Regions from separate parts of the Mus musculus genome. Here all the other regions are linked to region 3. The links are chromatin contacts, called in public HiChIP or PLAC-seq and promoter capture Hi-C maps. All regions are on one chromosome and are shown on one strand. The core of a region is the stretch at or near the end of the contact, and the rest is flanking DNA. Distances in the headings are between cores, read along the strand shown. Region 1 holds the start of Mki67 (antigen identified by monoclonal antibody Ki 67). Region 2 holds the start of 5830432E09Rik (RIKEN cDNA 5830432E09 gene). Region 3 has its middle 19 kb from the start of Clrn3.

The links. Promoter capture Hi-C pulls out the DNA fragments that hold promoters and counts their contacts. HiChIP or PLAC-seq counts read pairs in DNA pulled down with a chosen protein or histone mark.
Region 1: a FOXA1 HiChIP or PLAC-seq map of pancreatic cancer cells shows a contact between it and region 3. The contact joins the promoter of Mki67 here to the enhancer-like site in region 3. A contact is called at or near these places in 7 of 39 promoter capture datasets (the HPC-7 cell line, the SN4741 cell line, hematopoietic stem and progenitor cells and 3 more), 2 of 484 Hi-C or Micro-C datasets (the G1E-ER4 cell line and LSK cells), 2 of 115 datasets of contacts at active chromatin or transcription factors (acute myeloid leukemia and pancreatic cancer cells) and 2 of 9 other capture datasets (adipose tissue and liver).
Region 2: a promoter capture Hi-C map of the SN4741 cell line shows a contact between it and region 3, with 2.4 times the contacts expected there. The contact joins the promoter of 5830432E09Rik here to the enhancer-like site in region 3. A contact is called at or near these places in 25 of 39 promoter capture datasets (the 3T3-L1 cell line, 3T3-L1-derived adipocytes, the HPC-7 cell line and 17 more), 2 of 484 Hi-C or Micro-C datasets (cranial neural crest and embryonic fibroblasts), 7 of 115 datasets of contacts at active chromatin or transcription factors (the HPC-7 cell line, PVALB interneurons, acute myeloid leukemia and 4 more) and 4 of 9 other capture datasets (adipose tissue, liver, macrophages and 1 more).

Annotation. Positions count from the first base shown.
Region 1 is chr7:135,715,109-135,717,808 of GRCm38.p6, reverse strand. It overlaps Mki67 (antigen identified by monoclonal antibody Ki 67), which reads left to right and starts at 1,430. Exons shown (of 14, transcript NM_001081117.2): 1 at 1,430-1,761. The coding sequence starts at 1,670.
Region 2 is chr7:135,651,010-135,653,709 of GRCm38.p6, reverse strand. It overlaps 5830432E09Rik (RIKEN cDNA 5830432E09 gene), which reads left to right and starts at 1,396. Exons shown (of 3, transcript NR_015548.1): 1 at 1,396-1,920; 2 at 2,700. It overlaps Ptpre (protein tyrosine phosphatase, receptor type, E), which reads right to left. Exons shown (of 21, transcript NM_011212.3): 4 at 1,864-1,957; 5 at 1,547-1,620.
Region 3 is chr7:135,508,141-135,510,840 of GRCm38.p6, reverse strand. No RefSeq gene overlaps it. Among named protein-coding and RNA genes, the nearest start is that of Clrn3, 19 kb to the left of the region's middle. Within about 2 kb of position 1,375, at least 63 of the 459 cell types and tissues checked have an H3K27ac peak or open chromatin away from gene starts, as enhancers often do. A contact at or near this core is called in the HPC-7 cell line, the SN4741 cell line and pancreatic cancer cells, where this site is marked.

The sequences.
Region 1 (2,700 bases), core at 181-2,680, 210 kb before region 3:
TGATAAAGTAACAACTATATATGTGTGTGTGTATGTGTGTATGAACTGATCTGCTTTTTAAATCTCTCTCTCTCTATCTATCTATTGCTTAGGTTTCAGGATGAGAAGGCAATGCCCAAGGCCTAAAGTAGAGCTTGGATCCTGGCAGCCCTAACAAGGCAGGCTGGACCACCCATCCTCAGTAGGCTAATTAAAGAGGAGGCAACAGTGAGAAGCACAGAAAGGGGGTGTATTCATGTGGCCCCATTGTGAATAGGAGCAAAGGGGCCCAATGGCACCCTAAATATATTTTTGAAGTCCTGACCAGAGGTTTAGGTTTAGAGGCCAAGAGGTATGCTATAACTAATCAGCCTGGGTTAGGGTGGTATAACACACTCGTTCCCCAGAGTGAAATTTCATGGCTTCATACTTCAGGCTTGTCCTTGAGACCTTGAGGAGAGGGTAGACATTGGTTCTATTGCCCCAGAAGCGGAATTTTTACAACACCCTACTGGAAGAACACTGATCCAGGAACAGGAGGAGGGAGCATGAAAAAAGAGGACAGGAAAACATAGGTACTCTATATTCATCTGACTGGCACCTGGCCTCAGATAACCCCAACTGGTGCCCCAGGAGCCCTATTTTAGGATTTGCAGGTGCAGTCTTGCACAGGTTATTTTAATCGGCATTTCCCCCTGAAACAGCAAAGCATTGCAAACTTAACCGTGCCGCAGCAATAACTCTTAAGTTATGGTTTCGGAAAAACCGTGCCACTGCCTCAGTGTTCATTAAGCAGGGAGACTGTAGAATGAATTATAATGATGTCCCCCAGTTTTTAAAGGACAGTTTGAGGGATACTGAAAAGGCAGGAGAAACAACCTTAGGTTGCGTATGAGGTGTTGCAGAAACGGCAGAGGAAGGGTATAAATTTTAAAAATAGAAAGCTTCTAGCGTTGAGCAAGATGCGGCGTTGTCGGTGTTTGATTTCTGGAGAGGGAGCCTACAGGTAGCTTCCTACAGGTCGCCACGCTAGTTTTGCTGACACTGAAAAAGCTGGGACCCTCTACCCTGCCTATTAGAGCAGCAGTGGCCCGCCCACCAGCCCCACCCTGCCCGCCTTCCGGAGCTTATCTCCGCTCGGGTTCCGCTTCTCCAGCCAGCTTCTGGCCCGGCCCCGCCTACCGGCCTGGCCCCTCCCACCTTCCGGCTCCACCCCCCCCCCCCCCCCCAGGCTCGCAGCCTGGCCCCACCTCTGGACTTCCCCAATCCTCTGTCGCCCTCGCCATTGGTCTCTGGCTGGCCGCCTGGCCCAATCGCAGCACTTAGCGCCAGAATTTGAACCGCCGTTTTGGTTTGAATCGGGCGGGCTGCGGCGGGCGAGCCTTGGCGCGGAACCGCCTAGGCGGACAGTCGGGGCTGGACGGGGCGGCGGGTGGCGGGTGGCGGGCACTTGGGACGCGGGCGGCGGGAGTGCGGGTCTGGTCGGGGCGGAGCGAAGGCCGCGGGTGGCCGTGGTCGGTCCTCCGCGGCTAAGGAGCCGAGGGCTCCGACGCGGGCTGCGCCCGGTGAGCGGCGGCCAGAGCTAACTTGCGCTGACTGGACCAGCTGAGGAGCGGCCCGGCGGGGCGACTGCGAGCTTCACCGAGAGGCTTCTCCGCCCTGGTCCGCAGTCCCGACGGCCGGGCGGACCATGGCGTCCTCGGCTCACCTGGTCACCATCAAGCGGAGCGGCGATGACGGCGCACACTTCCCGCTGAGCCTCAGCTCCTGCCTGTTTGGAAGGTGAGTGCGCGCCGGGGCTGAGGTGACCCGGGGCGGCGACCCCGCGGCCCAACCCCCCTCTGCGTTTGACAGGGTTGTCCCTGTGGCTTGTTCGGAAGTCACGCTCATGCATTGGGAGCTTCCAAATGGAATCGGGATTTTACACTCGGTAGACGCGAGGCTGACGTCGGTGTCCCGCAACTTCCGCACTGTCGTTCTCAGGCAGCCGGCTGTGGCTCTGGATGTTTCGGGAAACATCAGATAGGAGAACCCTGCTCGGGTGCTCTGGGAGAGTCCCCTCTCACCCTCCCCCGTCGGTCGGATGGCAATCTTCCCTGAGGCCTTCCAGGCAGTGGCTGGTGTTGCCACTTCTGCAAACGTTGACCCTTATGGCTTTCTGCCGCGTTTGAAATGTTACTTGAGAGGATGCTTTTAAGAAAACTCGTCTTTCCTAACACCATGCAGATTGGTGACTAGGTTTTAGATTGTTTTGTTTGTCTCCCAGTAGATTAAATTCCAAGACAAGGTCTGCCTTGTTAATGGTTACATCTCTAGGGTCCCATATGGCGACTGACACTTAAGATCAATCAGTGTGTGGCACAGGATGAGTGGTAGGAAGATGGCGATCTGGCAAGAATGGTAGTTCTCAGACATTTGACAAAGTCTGGTGACAGATTTTCATGTCACCCTGGGAGAGGTGCCTGCCGTTAGTTAGTACTGCTGAGTAAGGACAGAGACATGGTGTATTTGACAGTCGAGGAAGTATCTGGTCCAGAATGTCTGTGGTCTTTTGTATCTAGTATGGATTGTGGTGATCTTTTTGCTCCGTAAAACGGGGTTCGAACATATGGTCTTTCTGCCTGGTGTTTTGAAACCCAAAACCTCTGTTTTCTTGAGAGTAAGAACTTCCTGTCAGAGTAAAGAACTTTCTATAACTTTGTTGTTGTTTAAAAGAAGAGA
Region 2 (2,700 bases), core at 147-2,646, 140 kb before region 3:
AACACACCCTATTTTCAGCAAGTGATGGCAGCATTCCTGTCCATCATAGACATCGTATTCTTGACCTTGCTTGCAAGCTCACCCACCACTCAGCCTTCCCTCTAGCCTATGTTCCTTCCACGCACGGCATGGCAGCTTCATGATACTAGATCCAGAGAAGAGTAATCACAGGGCTCTGGGTATACACTCAGAGCAGATGGGGGGACTGCCAGGATCTCTGTCTTGCAGCCTCCCCTTTTTGGCAATGCATAGACCCGCTTCCTTAAATCACATGCATTACAATGCAGAGAAACAAACCATCTCTGAAGCACGGGAGGAGAGGACACTACAAAGGGCTGCTGGGGACTGGCATTTCTCTCTTCACAGAGAGGGAGCTGGTTCCATAAGATCAGTAGAATAAGTCAGCTGTCACCTTTGCAAAAGGCCCTGTCCCACCTGCAGAGCTCACTGAGACACCCTTCGGCTGCAGCCAGATGAGCTGGTAGAAGCCTTTGCCTTCTTGCCCCTCCCAGCCACACTCTTCCCTCTGCACTGGCTTTTGGGATGTGCGGGGAGGCGAGAAGGGCAGGTTGCAGACTGCAGATGCACCAGACCTGTCTATGCGGATGTGCAGGTCCCCCAAGCCCTGCAATGCTACCGCTCAGCTGAGCCCTCTCTTGCCCATAGCCTTCCCATCTGTGGGGTTGTGTTAGTTCCTTTACTACCTTGGGGGAGTTCTAAAGTGTCGCTTGAGTTCTGACGGCATGCACGTTACCTCAAGGCAGGCAAAGCTCTGCAGGAAGTTAGAACAGAAAGCTGGAACCACTGCTGTGAGCCAGCGTTTTGTGTTTTAAATCGTCACTAAAAACCAGGGGCTCGGCATATATTGGGCAGGTGCTACGCCACTGAGCTGTATCCCCAGGTCCCTTGGCCATTTGAAGATGGATCTTGTTACGTCGCTCAGTCTGGCCTTGAACCTGTGTTGCTTCTGCCTCAACAAGTGCCTTCGAATACTGAGATTAGAAGCCCATGCCACCCCGACTCAGCTAGAGCCTGCACCTTTGAAACCACACAGAGAGGAGAGAAAAACAAGCTTTCATAAGCAGCGTTTACAAGTTAGGACACAGCTGGAATCTAAGTTAGGCATGTCCCCTCACTGGCACTCCTTCTCAAGAGCGATGAGCTCTGGCAGAGCAGTGCCCTTTCCAGCTTGATCCTGAGGTAGTACCGTCACATCTGAACACTCCTCACCATGAGTTAGAGCCCTATCACGGGGTGATTTCAAAGGCTTCAGTGAGAAATGTGACTTGGCAAAGCCCTGCTAAACCGACAGGATATGAGTGGTCTCTTTAAAAAAAAAAAAAAAAAAAAAAAAAACCTCACAAACTGAAATGTCTCAGACATCCGCTCTCTTGCAGGGAAAAAACGACCTCTCACACTAAGTTCCGAAACAGAGATTCTGGGTTACTAGCAAGTGACAGCGTGAGCCCAGGAGGAGCTGGAGAGAGTGGCAAGCTTGAGTGACAGCCCCATGCCTGCCCGCTGTACCAAGCCCAGTGTACAATACCTTGCTCTTCTAAGATCCCGTTAGGCATTTTCTTGTCGTTGCTGCTGACCACGGCCTTCCTCTGCTTCCGGAACCTTAAAGGCACACACAAGATGTGTTAGGTCTCAGCACCGCGGGAACCCCCAAGCCCTGAGTGTGGTGATACCCACCAGGTGAGCCGGGAAAAGTTCTTTCTGCTGCTCATGGCTGAGCTGTGTGGCAGCTCAGGCCTGGCCAGCCGCTGTCTGAGCTGTTTGGGCCCACACCCCCAGCCTCCAGCACACTCATTTCCTCATAGGAGCTGGTGAGAGCACGTCAGCGCCTGGGGACACTCCTACCTGAAGAAGTAGGCTGCAAGCAGGAACAGGAGGAGGAGCAGGGGCAGCAGCAGCCAGGTGAGCAGCGGCTGGGATGCACCAGGGTCCGGAGGGCCTGTGGGTGGGTGGGGTGGTAGAGGGCAGAGACCCCATCAGGACCTTGGGTAGGGGTAAGGACTTCCCCCATGCTACAGTTTAGAAATTATCTCCCTTCAGTTCTTTCCAGGGGACAGAGGAGTGCAATGGTGGGACTTGTTCAAGGACTCTGACGAAGGGTGACCTCCTCGTACCCCAATGTACCCTGCTCTCTCTCTCACACACTCTCTCTTTTCCTTTCCCTTTGGTTTTCAGAGGTAGGGTTTCTCTTCTCTGTATAGCCCTGGCTGTCCTGGAACTCACTCTGTAAACCAGGGTAGCCTTGAACTCAGAAATTCGCCAGCCTCTGCCTCCCAAGTGCTGGGATTAAAGGTGTGCGCCACCACTGCCCAGCCCAGCTATTTCTCTAAGCATCTTTGGCCCAGCCTCTCTCTTCAATGAGGAGGTGGAGGAAGGTGGCTTCCCCTCAGGGTACAGTTGTTGTGTCCCAACCCAGATGAATCAGGAGCACCAGGTATAAGGAAACAGCCCGGTCCCGAGGTTTGATACAGTTATTGAGGAACAGGCACACAATGGCCTGGCTTTTCAGAGCCTTGAATTCTTTGTCATAGAGACTGCTGGCTTCCTGGAACCAACTTGTGCATCCATTCTTCACACCTCCCAGGTCCACCTTCCTCAGAGAGACACATATCCCTACCCTTGCACCGTGCCTTTGGTGTCCTTGTGGTCATCAATTGACCCATTCTCTCTCAACCTATTAGG
Region 3 (2,700 bases), core at 126-2,625:
CTCTTAGCAACCCCATCCTCTCCCTACCAGGCAACCAGAACCCCAGAAACTCTTTGGGGTTCTGTTTGGGGAGGTGCCCTCAAACAAGGTCATCAGCCATGTGTGAAAGCTGACCCCTCATGCAGCTGGAGAAATGTGTGATCGCTCAGGAGTCTCAGCTCTCTCAGTACTTGGATGTCTGGCTATCGCAACTACATTAATGAGTAGCTTTGCCATCTCACTGCCAACTGTGGGAAGTGGCAGAGTCCGAGGTGTTGCCACTCCCTTAGCTCCTTACTCACAAGAAAGACATGAGTGAGTAACAGGAGGGGCAACCATGGATAACAGGCACCAAACAGGGAATCCTTGGAGCCAGGCTTCCGGGAGTCACCAAAGAGACGAAAGAGCAGCAATAGTGTCACACCCTGGCCTGGTGAGAAGGACCTGAGAGCTCATGCCAAGGGCCGTGCTCCATCCCCGGAACTGGGAGTCTGTAGTTTGTGTGGAAGGAGAGAAAGACACCAACATGGTCGCTGTTGGATTCCGCAGGCTACACAGGTCCCTCAGTTCTGTATGGGAACAGGCAACACACAGAAAACCTAAGCTTAGCAGCAGAACTGAAAACAGCTCTTAGGCTCTTCCACGCACATGTGACCTAGTGCTGCGAACAGTCATTGACACAACTACCAAGCTCCTGGTTTCTGTCCAAGAGGATGTGTGGCATTCCTGATGAACTTTTACACATAGACCAGGATGCCATGCTCTGTTCTATCCTGTTTGTACATCTCCTTCATTCAGCTTCTTCAGGCAAAGATACCCATTTGTCTTAGTGAGCCTTTAGGTGGACTTGGATGCTCACTCATCTGAGCTGGAAGGGGGTCTCTCCTACAGAGTACCCTATACACCCAGCAAAGGAGGAAGGAGGTATTTATAGCAGGCTCCACACTGCCAAGATTCATTCTGATGTTAAATGTTTATTAAAAGGAAGGAGACATGCTCCATATTTTCTAGCCAGTCATTGTCATTGTCACTCTTGAAGACTTCCCTCCTGCTTGTTAATCCTTTCCTGTTAAGCAGAACACATATCTCTGGCTGCCTTGGCCCCTAGTGGACTGGCCACCTGTCTGCTTCTCTTGAGACACAGCTGCTTGGACTAATATGGGTCTCAGGTAGATCACTGTGCTGTCCCTGGAGTCCCCTTCCTCAGTCAATGCCACACCCATGGCTCTCACTGTTTCCCAGATGCACACTGTATGCTCACCTAAACACTGCACACCGGAGATCCTATGGAGGGAGACCTGGCAGCAAAGGTACACACGGCTTTCTTGTCAGCCCCGTTTATAGTAGAGCCACTGTGAGTCAGGCTGGCTTGGCTGGGTATGGGTTGTCCCACAGTGAGCAAGAGGCTGAGCAGAATTATGAGTCATGCTCTCAGAGAAGCTGACAGTGGCCCCATGTGTGTATACAGTGGCTGTAAAAGTCAGAACTACATGTCCAGGACTAGACTTTGGACTCTACTCAGCTAACCCAGGCACATGTCATTTTAGTTACTGAGTGTGCTAGATTCTTACAATGTTGATATGGGTAGACATTCATCTTTTGATTAGAACTATAACCAGTTTCATTGGCGTGCAAACTGCACGTTTTCTTCCCTGGTTTCACAAAGAGGTCCTGGGTTTAAACTAGATTCACTTTTTCATGATGCCGTCATAGTGGTACCTAGAGATTATTCTGCTGGTGGCCATTGGTATGGCGGAGAGAGCAAATGCTGTGTGTCAGAAACTCAGGTCCAGTGGTTCCTCTGCAAGCAAGAGTTCACAGAGCAGTCACAGCACAGAGGACGCAGAGACTGGAGAGGAGTAAGGAAGAGGACAGTCAATGCCGTGCTTACGGAGCAGTGGACAGGGAGTCCATATGACAGGCGACAGGCAGAATGGAACTATGGGAGCCATGGGAGCTCTCAAGGGCTTCCTACACAGATGTAAATGAATAGTGGCCCAGAGACAGGGAGCTTTGGCTCTGCTGCCAGCTCTGACCTCAAACAAGGCTGACAGCAGCTTTGAAAATGATCTGCTGCAGACAAAGGGGCAGGCGAAACTGTGGTTTGCTTCTATCTGCTTCCTCATTTGAGAAATAAGATGAGTAAAGAGGCAGAAATGCTGGGATGCTTAAAGGTGTTTTTATTCTTTTTAATTTTATTGAGTTTATTCTTTTAAACATTCCCATGTAAAATGAATAAATTAACTAACTAATGGAGAAAGCCTGTGTAAAATGAATGAATGAATGAATAAATAAATAAATAAATAAATGGTGAAAAATCATATAAACATTAACTCTAACAGTGTCCAGTTCCCAAGAGTGTGGGTCATGAGGAACACTATAGAGAACTCCCCTGAAATCATTTTTGTGAACATTATTATTTTACAAACTTTTATATCAGTTGTTACATGGGGATTTTATATTTCTGGAGAGTTCTGTAGAAATACTCGTTTTTAGCATTCACTTGGCAAAATACATTGAGTGGGTGATGGGGATGGATATTATGATGGTGGTGATGAGCTAGAAAGGCTCCTCTGGACATGTTTCCCAGCTGAACTCCAACCAAGCTAACAAACACATTACCACCACCTCAATGTCATGGCTGAAGCAGTGCTCTCATAGTAGAACTGCCTAGTTTACGGCCACCATGAAATCCTGTGGTCACAGACATATTCAAACAAA